2 separate regions of the Macaca mulatta genome follow, and region 1 is linked to region 2. The links are chromatin contacts, called in public Hi-C maps. All regions are on one chromosome and are shown on one strand. Each heading gives the region's core, a stretch centred on a gene start, on an enhancer-like site or on the middle of the called end of the contact. The rest is flanking DNA. Distances are from core to core; before and after follow the strand shown. Region 1 holds the start of GPRC5B (G protein-coupled receptor class C group 5 member B). Region 2 holds the start of KNOP1 (lysine rich nucleolar protein 1).

Region 1 (6,688 bases), core at 3,862-6,361, 170 kb after region 2:
TACACAGTTCACGCTCCCACCAGGCTGAAAGGTCTCAGTGGGAGGGAGGCCAGAAGAGGGGAGTCAGACAGAAATATGTGACACTGGGTATTACTTAACCTCTGTGAACCTCAGTCTCTCCATCTGTAAAATGGGAATAATGATAGTGCTGCTTTACAAGGCTGGTGTGAGAAGTACGTGAAAAATACTCAGTCTGGGCCGGGTGTGATGGCTCACACCTATAATCCCAGCTCTACAGGAGGCAGGAGATTGCTTGAGGAAGGGAGTTCAAGACCAGCCTGGGCAACATAGCAAGACTATCTCTATTATAAATAAAATAAAATAAGAAAAGTCAGGTTTGGTGCCTGACACAGAGGAAGCAACAGCTTTTTAGTGAATTGCTTGTTAAAGTCAATCATGGCCAGCTGCGGTGGCTCATGCCTGTAATCCTAGCACTTTGGGAGGCTGGGGTGGGCGGATCACTTGAGGACAGGAGTTTGAAACCAGCCTGGCCAACATGGTAAAACCCTGTCTCTGGTGCACACCTGTAATCCCAGATACTCGGGAGGTTGAGGCAGGAGAATCTCTTGAAACGGGGAGGCGGAGTTAGCAGTGAGCCGAGATTGCGCCACTGCACTCCAGCCTGGGTGACAGAGTTAAACTGTCTGAAAAAAGAAAAGACAATCATGATTCCCATTTTCCTGTAGGGAAAATGAAGTCAGAGACATCAGAAAAATTGGCCAGAGGCTCACTGGAATTTACAGGCTGGCCTGGGACTAGAAGCCATTTCTCCCAGCTCCTGACCTCAAGGCCTTTCTGCTGCAGCCCTGTTCTGAAGCCCCCACGTATGACAGAGGCCCAGGATGGGGCTGCAGAGCCAGTTTCCTCATGCACCCCAGCATCACAGTCTGTCCCAGCTCACTCCTGCTGGAGCCTCTGGTCCATTTCCTGCTCTGCAGGATTAAACTGTTACAAGGTTTCCTGACTTTAAGCTCTTTCCCAGACCTGCAATTCTCACCCTCTGATATCTTTTCCAAGTTACAGGTTCTCCTAATCTTCATTCCCCAATGCTGACTAGACCACTGGCCCATTTGAGGGCTCTCAAATTAGAAAATCCTCATAGGTTAGTAAACAGGGTTGCAAGAACACAAGCTCTGTGATCCATGAATATGCAAAGCAGCTCCAGTCCTGTAAATAAAAGCAATCATTTAAATGCAAATTGCATCCTTGGCTGCCCGAGCCACGGTGGTTGGTTCCTCTCAGGCTGTAATTCCGAGAAGAAAATGTGACTAACTCGGAACCCCCAGGAAGCTCTGCGAGAAAGTGCTTACGGGGCCGTGGGCTCCGGGTGGCTCAGTTAGGGTGGATCAAAACTGTTTCAAAGTAGGGAGTGGATTTTAAAACCTGAGCTGCTCCTCCAGTTGGCTTGCAGTGGCTGGCTAGGCTCGAAGCGATCCCCCAAGGCTGGACAGAGCCCTTTGGAGGCTCCCAGCATCTCTCTCGCCCCATGGGCAGAATGGAAAGGGGGACTATTTTCCATCTGGTCAACGTCAGGGGAGCTTCTACAAATGAGATCCGAAGGCCTCCCGCTCAAATCCCTAGGAGGGTTCACTGGTCCAAACGAAATAAACCCTAAACTCCTTTCCATGGCCCAAGAGATCGTGATCTGGCTGGTCCTCACCATTCCCCTATCCCCACCCCCAAATCTGCCTACAGCTCCAGCCACAATGGCCTTTGTTCAGTTCCTCTAAGCTCATTCCCACCTCCAACCTTTTGCAGGCACAGTGCCTTCCTCCTGGTTCAGTCTTCCCCCTAGACCTCCCCAGCGGCGCGCCCCTCTTTTAGCTGGGCTGCACTCAAATGTCACTCCGCGAACAGTCTTCTCAGGTACATACACCCCTGTCACCTTCTTTTACATCACCCCTTCTTATTTTCCTGGCCGTCCTTATCCCAATTGGATTTCATATCCATTTGCTATGGGTTTGTTTAATGTTTGCTCACTCACCTCCCCAGCCCCGGGAGAGAAGGGGTCTTGTCCGTTTTATACAAGGCACCCAGTTCTGTCCCTGGCATGTTTCTTGAAATAACATATTAATCCAATAAAGATTCTGAGTTTATCTTTCTAACAAAACTGCCTGTCTTGCTGCCTGTGCCCCAAATGGCGGCTCCTTCCCCCTGGAATCTCCTTCCCTTCCCAACTCAGCTGACCCCTTTCCAGGCTTAGAGCAGGGAGCAGATAGGAAACTGTTCACTCCACAGTCTTAGATACCAAACTGGCCGGGAGGGCTTCCAAACGACAGATGCCAATTTGCATTCTATTTACATGTCATTTGCATGCAGTTTAACTCAAAGCCTGGATCCTCCGCAAGCCTCGAGTCCCCACCGAAGAAACTTCTGAATTAAGAAGGTTCCTTGGCTGAAGTGCCGGGGGTTTTGTGCCAGATCCCTCCCCCACTTCTCTTGTCTTTGCGGGACCCCCAGGGCTTTCTGGGCTCCGTTCAGGTGCCCCCCGGCCTGGTGCAGTTGGGCGGCCAATGTGGCGCGTGGGCTGGGGCCCCAGGCGGGGACGCCGCTGCCCGCCACACTCCAGGGGCCTTTGTCCGCGCTCCAAGGAGCCGCCCCCTTAGCGAACGGGGGACGGAAAGGGGGAACTGGCTAGGCCTGGGTGTGACAGAGCAAGGACTGAGGAGTGAACCCGCTGCACGGGGGAGACTTCTGGGGCAAGGTCGTTGGCCCCCTCCCAGGCTGTTTAACCTGCTGCCCGGTGCCAAGGCGGGTGCGGGCTCCTCCAGCGCGCTCCCTTTCCGGCCCAAGCCCTAGGGACCCCGGGATGTGTGGGGTCCTCGTGGGGCTGGAATCCTGTGTCCCCCAAGGAGAGGGGACAGAGCAGAGGTCTAGTCCTTATCCCCAGCCTAGCCGCCTCTCCCAGAGGTCCAAGTGCCCCCTGTCTGGAAGGGAAACGCCACTCCCCCCGCCGCGCCATTGTATGCAGCCGCCCCCTCCTCCCTACCCCTCCCCGTCATTGGTCCCCAGCCCAGGTCTCAGCTCTGCCCTCTTCCCCCGCCATGTCCCCCCCTCCCCTTGCTGAGTAATGCGCACTCAAGCCGGCTAAGGGCTTGACCCCCAGCCCCCGCGACAGGTGCTGCTGTTCACCCACAAAGTCCAGCCCTTGTGCCCCCGGCTGCGCCTGCCCCGTCCACAGTCAGCCCCCCCACGCGGCCCCAGGACCAGCCCGCAGCTCCTCACACACCACGAGTCACTAGGACATGGCTGGGTTCCTTTACGCTCCCCAGCTGCCCTTCACCTGTGGTCGCCCCCAGACCCTCCTGGGAGACTTGGATCTCTACCTGATCCAGGCACAGTCCCCCTCTCCCCGTAAAGGTCCCCAGACCCTCCCCTCTCCCGCCCACCCCTCTACGGCTCCGCTCCCGACGCACCGTGGTTCCCCTCGCCCAGATCCCACATCTCCCAGTGAACTCCCTGGCTGGGGTTGGGGGGCCGCTTAGAAAAACACAAGAAGCAGACCCCCCAATCCTCCCAAATCCACGGCGGGAAAAGTTTCTGGGGTCCCCACAGCGTCCTCCACCGCATCGGCTCAGCTTGCACTCACCGACCCCTGCGGCCCCGCAGCGCCAACGCTCCAGCTGGCCCTCGGCCCGAGTCACATCTCTGCAGCGCGGCCGCGGCCCCCGCTCCACGCACGCCCGCCTGCGGGTCCAGCTTCACTGCAGCGCCTGCCAGAGTCGCTGCCGCGCGAGGCGCCCCCTGGCCCGGCCCGCGCTGCTGCAGCGGCCGCGGCCCCGCCCCCGCCCCTCGGCCGGCCCCGCCCCCGGGCCTCCGAGCCCCACCCCCAGTCCCGCTGGCGGTTCCGCGCCGGGCTAGGCGCCGTCTGTATGCACCCTCGGAGCCCAAGCTCGTGGCTTCTAGCCCGGATCGCTAAGACGACCCCCCCCACCTCCCGTGTCCCCAATTCGGGGACATTCCCCCCACAACCACAGTGCGCCCAGAAACAATCCAGACGAGCCGGGCAACTCCGCAGGGTACATCCATTTTCGGGAACACCCCTCCCCCAGCCAATACACTTACCGAAGGGTATCCAGACCGAGGGGTACCGAGGGGTCCCAGCGCAGGAGCCTTCCTGCCCCCAGGCCACACTCCAAGGTGGGTTCATAAGCAGTAACTTCCCCGAAACACACCAGCACCAGGTCCAGGACGCAGACAGGATCGATCCCGCCGGGTGCCCTTCGAAGTCACCAACACCCCGGTATGCACCTAGGGGCACACACACCGCTAGGCCTCCTCTAGGCAGGTTCCTCCTGGACACACTCCTCTCTCCTCACTGCCCACCTCCCAGGTGTCCTTATCCCTTTACGCACACTGAGTCTAACACCCGCGTCCTTCGCCCCTCCAAACACACACGTCCACACGGTGCACCCCTCACGTGGGTCCCTACGCAGGATGGCCACCACCCCTACCGCACACATCACCCACGTACGCACACGTCCACCGCCCTTCAGGGCACACATACTCAGTGGCTCGGGCCACTGGCTGTGCTCTCCGCAGACGCTCAGGGCACAGCCCGGACGCGTGTCCGCTGGGCGGCCGTGGGACCTGCTTGAAGGAGGGGTCCGGGGCAGCCTTCCGCCTCGGCACTGAGTCCCCCTCACCCGTCCTAGTCCACAGGCCTCTCCGAAGTCGGTATTGCTTCGATCAGGCCTGGGAGCTGCGCTCCGGCACCCCATATAGGGCTGGTTCCCTGGGTGACCTTCAGACCAGCAAACCCAAGCAGTCTCAGGTGGCCCCCCTGCCAAAGCCAGAAACAGACCTTTGAGAAGCATCCCTTCCCCGCACTCCAGATTCTCAGGGTGAGATTTCCTTTCCACCTCCGCAGCCCCCCACCCCGTCCCCGTCCCCACCCCCATCGCCGCAACCATCCCAGCCACATAAGATACCAAAGGGAGAGGACGGACCCCTGCTTCCCTCTCCTGCGGGCTGCAGGAAGGTGAGATGCAGAAGAACACTCCCTTCTGGGAATAGTTGCAGCCCCTGATCTTTGGGAACCGTAGCCCTTCCAGATACTCCCATCCCTCCCCGCCAGCCTCCCAGTTCCGGTCCGGTTAGGCCACATCCCCCTTGGGCACGCATCTCTGGGATACCTTTTATTATATTCAAGGGAAAATGGAAGGGAAGAACCATAATGGTAGTTTTTCCCCCACCCCTGGTTTATTTGCATGGATCCTCGGAGCCTAGAACAGTTCCAGGCACACAGTAGGCGCTCATTAAACGTTTGCGGGACGACCATTTTCTAGTGTGTTCCCGCCAGCCTGCTCAATTGGAAAGTGGATGGGCACTGTCACCTGGTGGCAGCCCTTGGAACTGACGCCGAGATCCTTTCGTAAACGTGGGCAGGTTCACTTTTGTGAGCCACATGTCCTCAGTATCTGTAAAATGGAGATCTTTTTCATTGCACACGCCTATTGGAGTTGTTGTGAAAGTCTAACACATGTTACATGTAAAGTGCTTCACGCAGGGTCTGGCATGTGGAAAGTCCTTAATATGAACTGGTTAACATTGCAGTTACAGTTATATTCCCTTTCCCACTTGTTTTATAGAAGACCCTGACTGTGATGGTCAGTTTCGCTTCGGGTGATGATACCACAGGAAGCACAGAGTGAAAATGAAGGAGTACGCTGAGTGGTAGGTGCATTCCTTCCCTCCAAAAAGTTCAAACACCCGTGGATGATAATAATAATAGCTGAGTACATAGTGCTTCCTGTGTGCCAGGAGCTCTTCTAAGTGTTTTCAATTCTTTAACTCATTTAATCCTTCCAGTTACCCTTGAAGCCAGATACTGTTATTCTCCCTATTTTACAGATGGAGACACTGAGGCCAAGAGGGGTTAAGTACTGCCCTGGGGTTAGACAGTTGGCAAAGACAGAATCCAATCCAGTCCATCTGGCTCCGCAGGCCATATTATCAACCAATGGTTAAACTGGTGTCATCCGCTGCCAGGTCAGACATTGTCACAGAGGAGCCTCATCTCCCAGGAGAGCTCACTAGGTCTCCAGCCTTGAAGAGAATGGCTCCAGGAGGTCCAGGGAGCTATGTCAGGCTCTCAAGTACCCAGTTCACTTTGTCTAATGAAAACCAGTGACTTCCCTGGCACTATCCTCACACTAAAAAACCAGTGGCTTCCCTGGCACTAAATGGTCAGTGCACTACCCATGGCTTCCCACTGACAAATGTCATGGTACGTGTGTTTGTCCATTTTTCATACTGCTATGAAGAAATACCCAAGACTGGGTAATTTATAAAGAAAAAGAGGTTTCATGGACTCAAAGCTCCACATGGCTGGGGAGGCCTCACAATCATGGTGGAAGGTGACGGAGGAGCAAAGGCACGTCTCACGTGGTGGCAGACAAGAGGGCGTGTGCAGGGAAACTGCCCTTTATAAAACCATCAGATCTTATGAGACTGATTCACTATAATGAGAACAGCATGGGAAAGACCTGCCCCCATGATTCAATTACCTCCCACTGGGTCCCTCCCATGACACATGGGGATTATGGGAACTACAATTCAAGATGAGATTTGGGTGGGAGCACAGCCAAACAATATCAGTGTGTAATCAGGTATTTGCGTGGCTCTCTGCTTGGTGTCTGCCTCCCCTATAAGACTGTATCTCAGTGCTGTTCAATCTATACTGTCT
Region 2 (5,911 bases), core at 3,139-5,638:
TCATCTGTAAAATTAATCCCAGTTAATTCAGACCCTGATGGCAGACAGGGAAAACTTGGCTGGTTTCAGTAGCAAAGGATACCTGCAATTATCGATGATGCTGCATGAGCCCCTGGATCCAGCCATACCTGAAGCTAGTTTAACCATAACCTTTTCAATTGCATGTCAATAAACTCCCTATTCCGGCTGAAATTAATTTAACCAGGGTTTTAGCTATAAGCATGAGTACTCGTGCATGTGCAAACATGCACACATGCCTACACACCCCTCCCAAGCCCCACCCTTGATTCTCCCATGGCAGAGTCCATTTCTGAAGGAAAACCTACCTCCTTCCAAGGGTCTCCTGCTACCCCACTCTCTTTCCTCGTCTTCTTCTTCCTTTTGAGAGCTGGCTCCTCGATGACTGGCTGCTCTACCTTCTTCTTGGACTTCATCTTTTTCTTTGCAGAGGCCTTAGGATCATCACTTCTGGGGATGTATTCCGGAGCCTCAGCTTTGACTGGCTTCTTTTTACTTCCTTTCCTAGGGCTGCTCTCCATGGACCGGGAGGGCTTGGAGTGGCCTGGGAGGGTGTCTTCCTCCTGGTGGATTTTTTTTTTCTTCTTCACCTTCCCGTTGTGTTCTCTGGGGCTCTTCCGCTTCCGTTTCTGCCCCAAGGCTGCCTGTCCCTCATCCTTCTTTCCCACTGAGCAGGTGTCCGCAACATCCCTGGCCTCCCTGGCCTCGCAGAACCAAGGGTCCTGGACTGAGAAGGCTGTGGCATCCCGGGCTCCCTTTTTCTCCTTCTTGTGTTTTTTGAGCTTCTTGCCAACTCTGGTTTCCTCCTCACTCTGTCTAGGGTCTGGGGAGGTTTTCACCCCAGAGGCATGGGACATGGCCAGAGGTGACTTCTTTTTCTTCTCCCCACTGAGGAACTCCAAGTGGCCAAGCACCTGCTTCCTGGGGCTGGGTGACTTCTCTGCCCGTCTGGCATGCAGCAGTGTCTCAGGTTCCACATGCCCCTCGCAAGGGGTGCTGAGACCCGTCTTTTTCTTCTTCTTTTTCTTCACTGGAGGCATCTCAGGCGCCTGCCCATGGACCACACTCTTAGAGGGGGATGTGGCTCTTACAGAAGAAACATCGGCCAAGTAATCATCATTGTTTACAACTGAGTATCGAGTCCCTGGTTCTTTGACCACTTTCTTCTTCTTTTTCTTCTCTGGGACCCCAGGGTCTACTTTGTGTGTCTTGGTGATCATTCCTGAAAAAACAAATGGTACAAGTTACCCCTATACCAAGCCATCCTGTGTTCAGTTCTACTAAGCATTGCCAAGAGCCATGTTTCTTTGAGTGGGTGGACTAAGCATTACGGGATAGGGAAAATGGACATGATTCCTTTAGAGCAAAAAAAGAAATACAATAGAAACAGCATAAATTTTATATCCAGACAGCCCTAGGTTCAAACCTAAATGGTTCTCTCACCTTAAGTAAATCAGCTAACCTCCCTGAGCCTCAATTTCTTCATCTGGAAAATGGGGGAATATAACACCTCCTTCCTCAAAAGGGTGTTGAAAAGAGTAAATGAGACAACGCATGAAAAGTGCTTGGTACATTGTGAAATCCCTTTTTCTTTTTTCTTTTTTTTTTTTTTTTGGAGACAGAGTCTTGCTCTGTCGCCCAGGCTGGAGGGCAGTGGCATGATCTTGGCTCACTGAAACCTCCGCCTCTGGGTTCAAGTGATTCTCCAGCCTCAGCCTCCCCTGAGTAGCTGGGATAACAGACAACCGCGATCACACCCAGCTGATTTTTTTTTTTTTTTCCTTTTTAGGAGAGACGGGGTTTCACCATGTTGGCCAGGCTGGTCTCAAACTCCTGACCTCAAGTGATCCGCCTGCTTCAGTCTCCCAAAATGCTGGGATTACAGGCATGAGCCACCTTGCCTGGCCTAGTTTCACTGTTTTTAAAATGTGAAGTTGATTGCCAACACTGAATGAGTCACAGTGATACACAGTACTGAGGGCACCCAGCTTGTCTTGGACAGATACCATGGAAGCACCTGTGAGAAACGGCTGTGGGGTCCTCAATACCCTTCAGCGTCCAGCTGGACCACTTCTCTCACTCCAGTCCCCAGCCAAGTTCCTGCTGCTCCCTGCACTAGACATTCCCAGAATTTAGAAGCAAAATATCCCAAAATATCTAACAGGCAGTTAGGATTATGGGAGAGAAAAGAAAAGCTTCTCCATCCTGCAGCCGTCCTCAGCTTCAGAACCTACAGGGTCCACACTGGAGCTGGCTCACTGTTAAGAGCTTCAAAGAGCCAGGCCAGGCCTGAGCTACAGGTCAAGTTCATTCATAACTCACTCCAGGAGCACCTTGAAGAGTCAAGGGAATAACTATACTCATTCATTCCTGTCTGCCCTGTTTCCTGGTTTATTTCTAGCATCCTGCTCAGTGCCTGGCACATATCAGGTGCTCAATAAATACTCACTGAATGAATGAATACATGCTAGAGAGACAGAGATGAACAACATAAACCACCACCCATCAAGAAGCAAGTAGGTGTGGAAGGAAATAAGGTTTAATAACAAGGATACAAGTGATAAAAGCAAGTGGTAAGGTCAGGGTGGTAGAGGTTGTATAACCTGTCCTACCAGTTGTCAGGAAAATTTCTGAAGAACAACTGCAGGATGGTGCTACTAATCCCTGAGACAAAGGTACTGAAGGCAAGCGGCTGAAGGGACAGGCTTGATTGGACAGATGCTTTGGAGATGTTCACTGGACAGGTGAATATATGGATGAGGTGTGTTTGGGTGGCCGTGCTGACATGGGCGACATAAAGTTAGGAATGTATGGGTGGTGATTAAGCCTTGAACAGAACAAGCCTGAGACAAGACCTCAAAAAATACAGTAGTCCCCGGCCCAATCCCAGGTTTCCCATTCCCAGGTTTCAGTTACCCCGGTCAACCCTGGTCCCAAAATAGGTGAGCACAGCACACCAAGTTATCTTGAGAGGGAGATCACACGCGTGCAAATTTTATTACAATATACTGTTGTAATTGTTCTATTTTATTACTAGCTAGATTGTTGGTAATCTTTTACTGTACCTAATTTTTTGTGAGACAAGATCTCACTCTGTTGCCCAGGCTGGAGTGCAGTGGCATGATCTCGGCTCACTGCAACCTCCACCTCCCCGGTTCAAGCAATTTTCACACCTCAGCCTCCTGAGTAGCTGGGATTACTGGCATATACCACCACGCCCGGCTAATTTTTGTATTTTTAGTAGGGACGGGGTTTTACTACGTTGGTCAGGCTGGTCTCCAACTCCTGGCCTCAAGTGATCCGCCCACCTCGGCCTCCCAAAGTGCTGGGATTACAGGTGTGAGCCACCGCACCCTGCCCTACTGTGCCTAACTTATAAACTTTGTCACAGGTAGTATACAAAAGAAAAAACATAGTTATATTTAGGGTTCGGTACTATTTGTGGTTTCAGACATCCACTGGGGGTTTAGGAACGTACTGCCCGGGGATAACGGGGGAGGGGGACTATTGTATTGGCATTTAAATAAGTGGGCAGAGATAAAAGAGCTTGCAAAGAAGGTGCAAACCTTGAAATAGTGTAGTCAAGAAAGCCAAGACGACTTCAGAAGAGGGGAGTGGCCAAGAGATCTGGTAAGAACAAAGAATCCACCGGGAGGTTGCGGGTCAACTCTTAATCCCCTTCTCTCCCCATCTCTGCCATTTAGAAAAGTACAGATAGCATCCTCCTCTTGAGCCCTGCGACCAAATGCATTCACTCTTTCAAAGAGAAAGGAAAAGAACATTACAGTGCATGTCCTGCAAACACATATGCTTTCTACAAAAGCGCTTTTAAATTCCCGCGGCAGCTTTGTGAGGATCATTGTGAATACCCGACCTCACAAGCTCCAGAGACTAATAATTCACTTGCCCTAGGTTCCAAAGCCATCAAGTGGAAAACAGGAGATCGGAATTCCACCCACAGGACTCCAAACCCAGTGCAGCAACACCCCACTCCCCCGTAGGATCACCGGCAGGACGCGCGGGAGCCAGGAAGTGAGATCGGTGCCTCCAGGGCTCCCATGCGCCCAAGCCTCCGCAGCAAACAGACTGGGAGGGATTACGTGGGGTCCCAGGCCCGGCTCTGAGGCGGGAAAACTTTCTGGAGGCGGCGGCCTCAGGCCGGAGCAGGCGCGCACCGACTGAAGGGGTCGGATTTAGGGATGCGGGTGGCCCGCATTTCCCCGACTTCTCCGCCGCGCATTTCCTCTGGTGTAATCTCCAGACCCCGCGCCGGCCCGCCTGCAACGCATCCTGGCACTCACCGGTGGGCGAAATTTCCCCGCCTCCACGTGAGAGCCCGCTCCGCCGCGACCCGGAAGTCCACTTCGAGTCGCCGGCCCACCCTCTCGGGTTCCGGTTTCTTCCGGGTCGCGGCCTCCCGGCGAACGCGGTTACCGTGGAAACCGCGGCCATGGCTGCACCGCGGCAAGTCCCCAGCCACACAGTGCCCCGTAAGCCCAGCTGCTCTACAGACTCGTCGTTCACCCGGACGCCGGTGCCCACCGTGTCTCTCGGTTCCCGCGAGCTGCCTGTCTCGCCGTGGCAGGTCGCCGAGCCGTCAAGCAAGAATCTGTGGGAGCAGATCTGCGACGGTAGGCAGCCCGGGCTGGCCGAGAGGGGCGGGACCCGGGTGGGGGCCGCGTTTGAGGAGCGCCCACTGTGCGCCTGGCGGCTGACGGGCGGGGCCGCCGGGCAGCAGCTCCGCGGGCCCGGGCTCCTCATTTTACGCACGGAGAAACTGAGGCTCGGAGAGGCTAGCCCGCGGTTACGCAGCGCGGCCTCCAATCGCCATCGGTAGTGAGGTCAAAGGCAAGGGAACAGCGAGGGAAAGCTGAATAAAGAGAACCATGCGGTGTGGACCAGTGGTTCTTAAACTTCATTTAGTGAACAGAAAAGAATTGCTGGGTCAGGGGCGGGGATCTTGTTAAAAATGTAGGCTCCCAGGCCCCGCCCACAGAGCTTCAACTTGGGATGCAGGGAATCTGCACTTTTTAAAAAAGAGCACCCCAGGTAATCCTAAAGTAAGTAGTCGGCGGCCCACGCGTTCCGTAACCATGGTGTGGACAAACGGTAAGTATTAGTCCCTTCTTGCTTCAAACCTTCCTTAACCTCCCCAAACGGAGTTGAGCACATCTTCCTTTGTGGCCCTTCTCAGTATTCGTTACTCAGGTTGGGCAAATTATTTAACTTGTTACCCTGTCTGCAAAGTGGGCATAATAATGACACCTATTTCGATGGTGTTAGGAAGATGGAACCAGATAGTCACAAAAAGTGCTTAGTGAACAGCGTGATTTTAGGAGTGCAAAAGGCTTATTGGGAAAAGAAACAAAAACTGCTCGATTTACAGAAGGAGCTGCGAAAGCGCTAGTTCTTAATGAATAATGTTGGCTGGTGGTGGTTTTTTTTTTTTTTTTCCACTAGACCATAAGCTCCTCAAGTTCAAACACTCAGATTTTTAATTCATGTGGCCACCATCACTACCTAAGCTGCCTGAAACGGCGCGGTGAAACCCCGTCTCTACTAAAAATACAAAAAAAAAAAAAAAAAAAAAATTATCCGGGCCGGGCGCGGTGGCTCAAGCCTGTAATCCCAGCACTTTGGGAGGCCGAGACGGGCGGATCACAAGGTCAGGAGATCGAGACCATCCTGGCTAACACGGCGAAACCCCGTCTCTACTAAAAAAACAAAAAAAAAAATTAGCCGGGCGAGGTGGCGGCGCCTGTGGTCCCAGCTACTCGGGAGGCTGAGGCAGGAGAATGGTGTGAACCCGGGAGGCGGAGCTTGCAGTGAGCTGAGATCTGGCCACTGCACTCCAGCCTGGGCGACAGAGCGAGACTCCGTCTCAAAAAAAAAA

What was found. A called contact is a pair of places that touch in the nucleus more often than the background predicts.
Region 1: a contact with region 2 is called in a Hi-C map of liver, with 5 times the contacts expected there. The contact joins the promoter of GPRC5B here to the promoter of KNOP1 in region 2. A contact is called at or near these places in 3 of 14 Hi-C or Micro-C datasets (fetal cortex germinal zone, fetal cortical plate and liver).

The regions. Positions count from the first base shown.
Region 1 is chr20:19,908,658-19,915,345 of T2T-MMU8v2.0, forward strand. GPRC5B (G protein-coupled receptor class C group 5 member B) reads right to left here and starts at 5,112. Exons shown (of 5, transcript XM_077986397.1): 1 at 4,950-5,112; 2 at 4,066-4,251.
Region 2 is chr20:19,741,576-19,747,486 of T2T-MMU8v2.0, forward strand. It overlaps KNOP1 (lysine rich nucleolar protein 1), which reads right to left and starts at 4,389. Exons shown (of 6, transcript XM_077986372.1): 1 at 4,194-4,389; 2 at 3,585-3,753; 3 at 327-1,240. The coding sequence starts at 1,238. It overlaps IQCK (IQ motif containing K), which reads left to right and starts at 4,424. Exons shown (of 9, transcript NM_001193745.3): 1 at 4,424-4,649. The coding sequence starts at 4,469.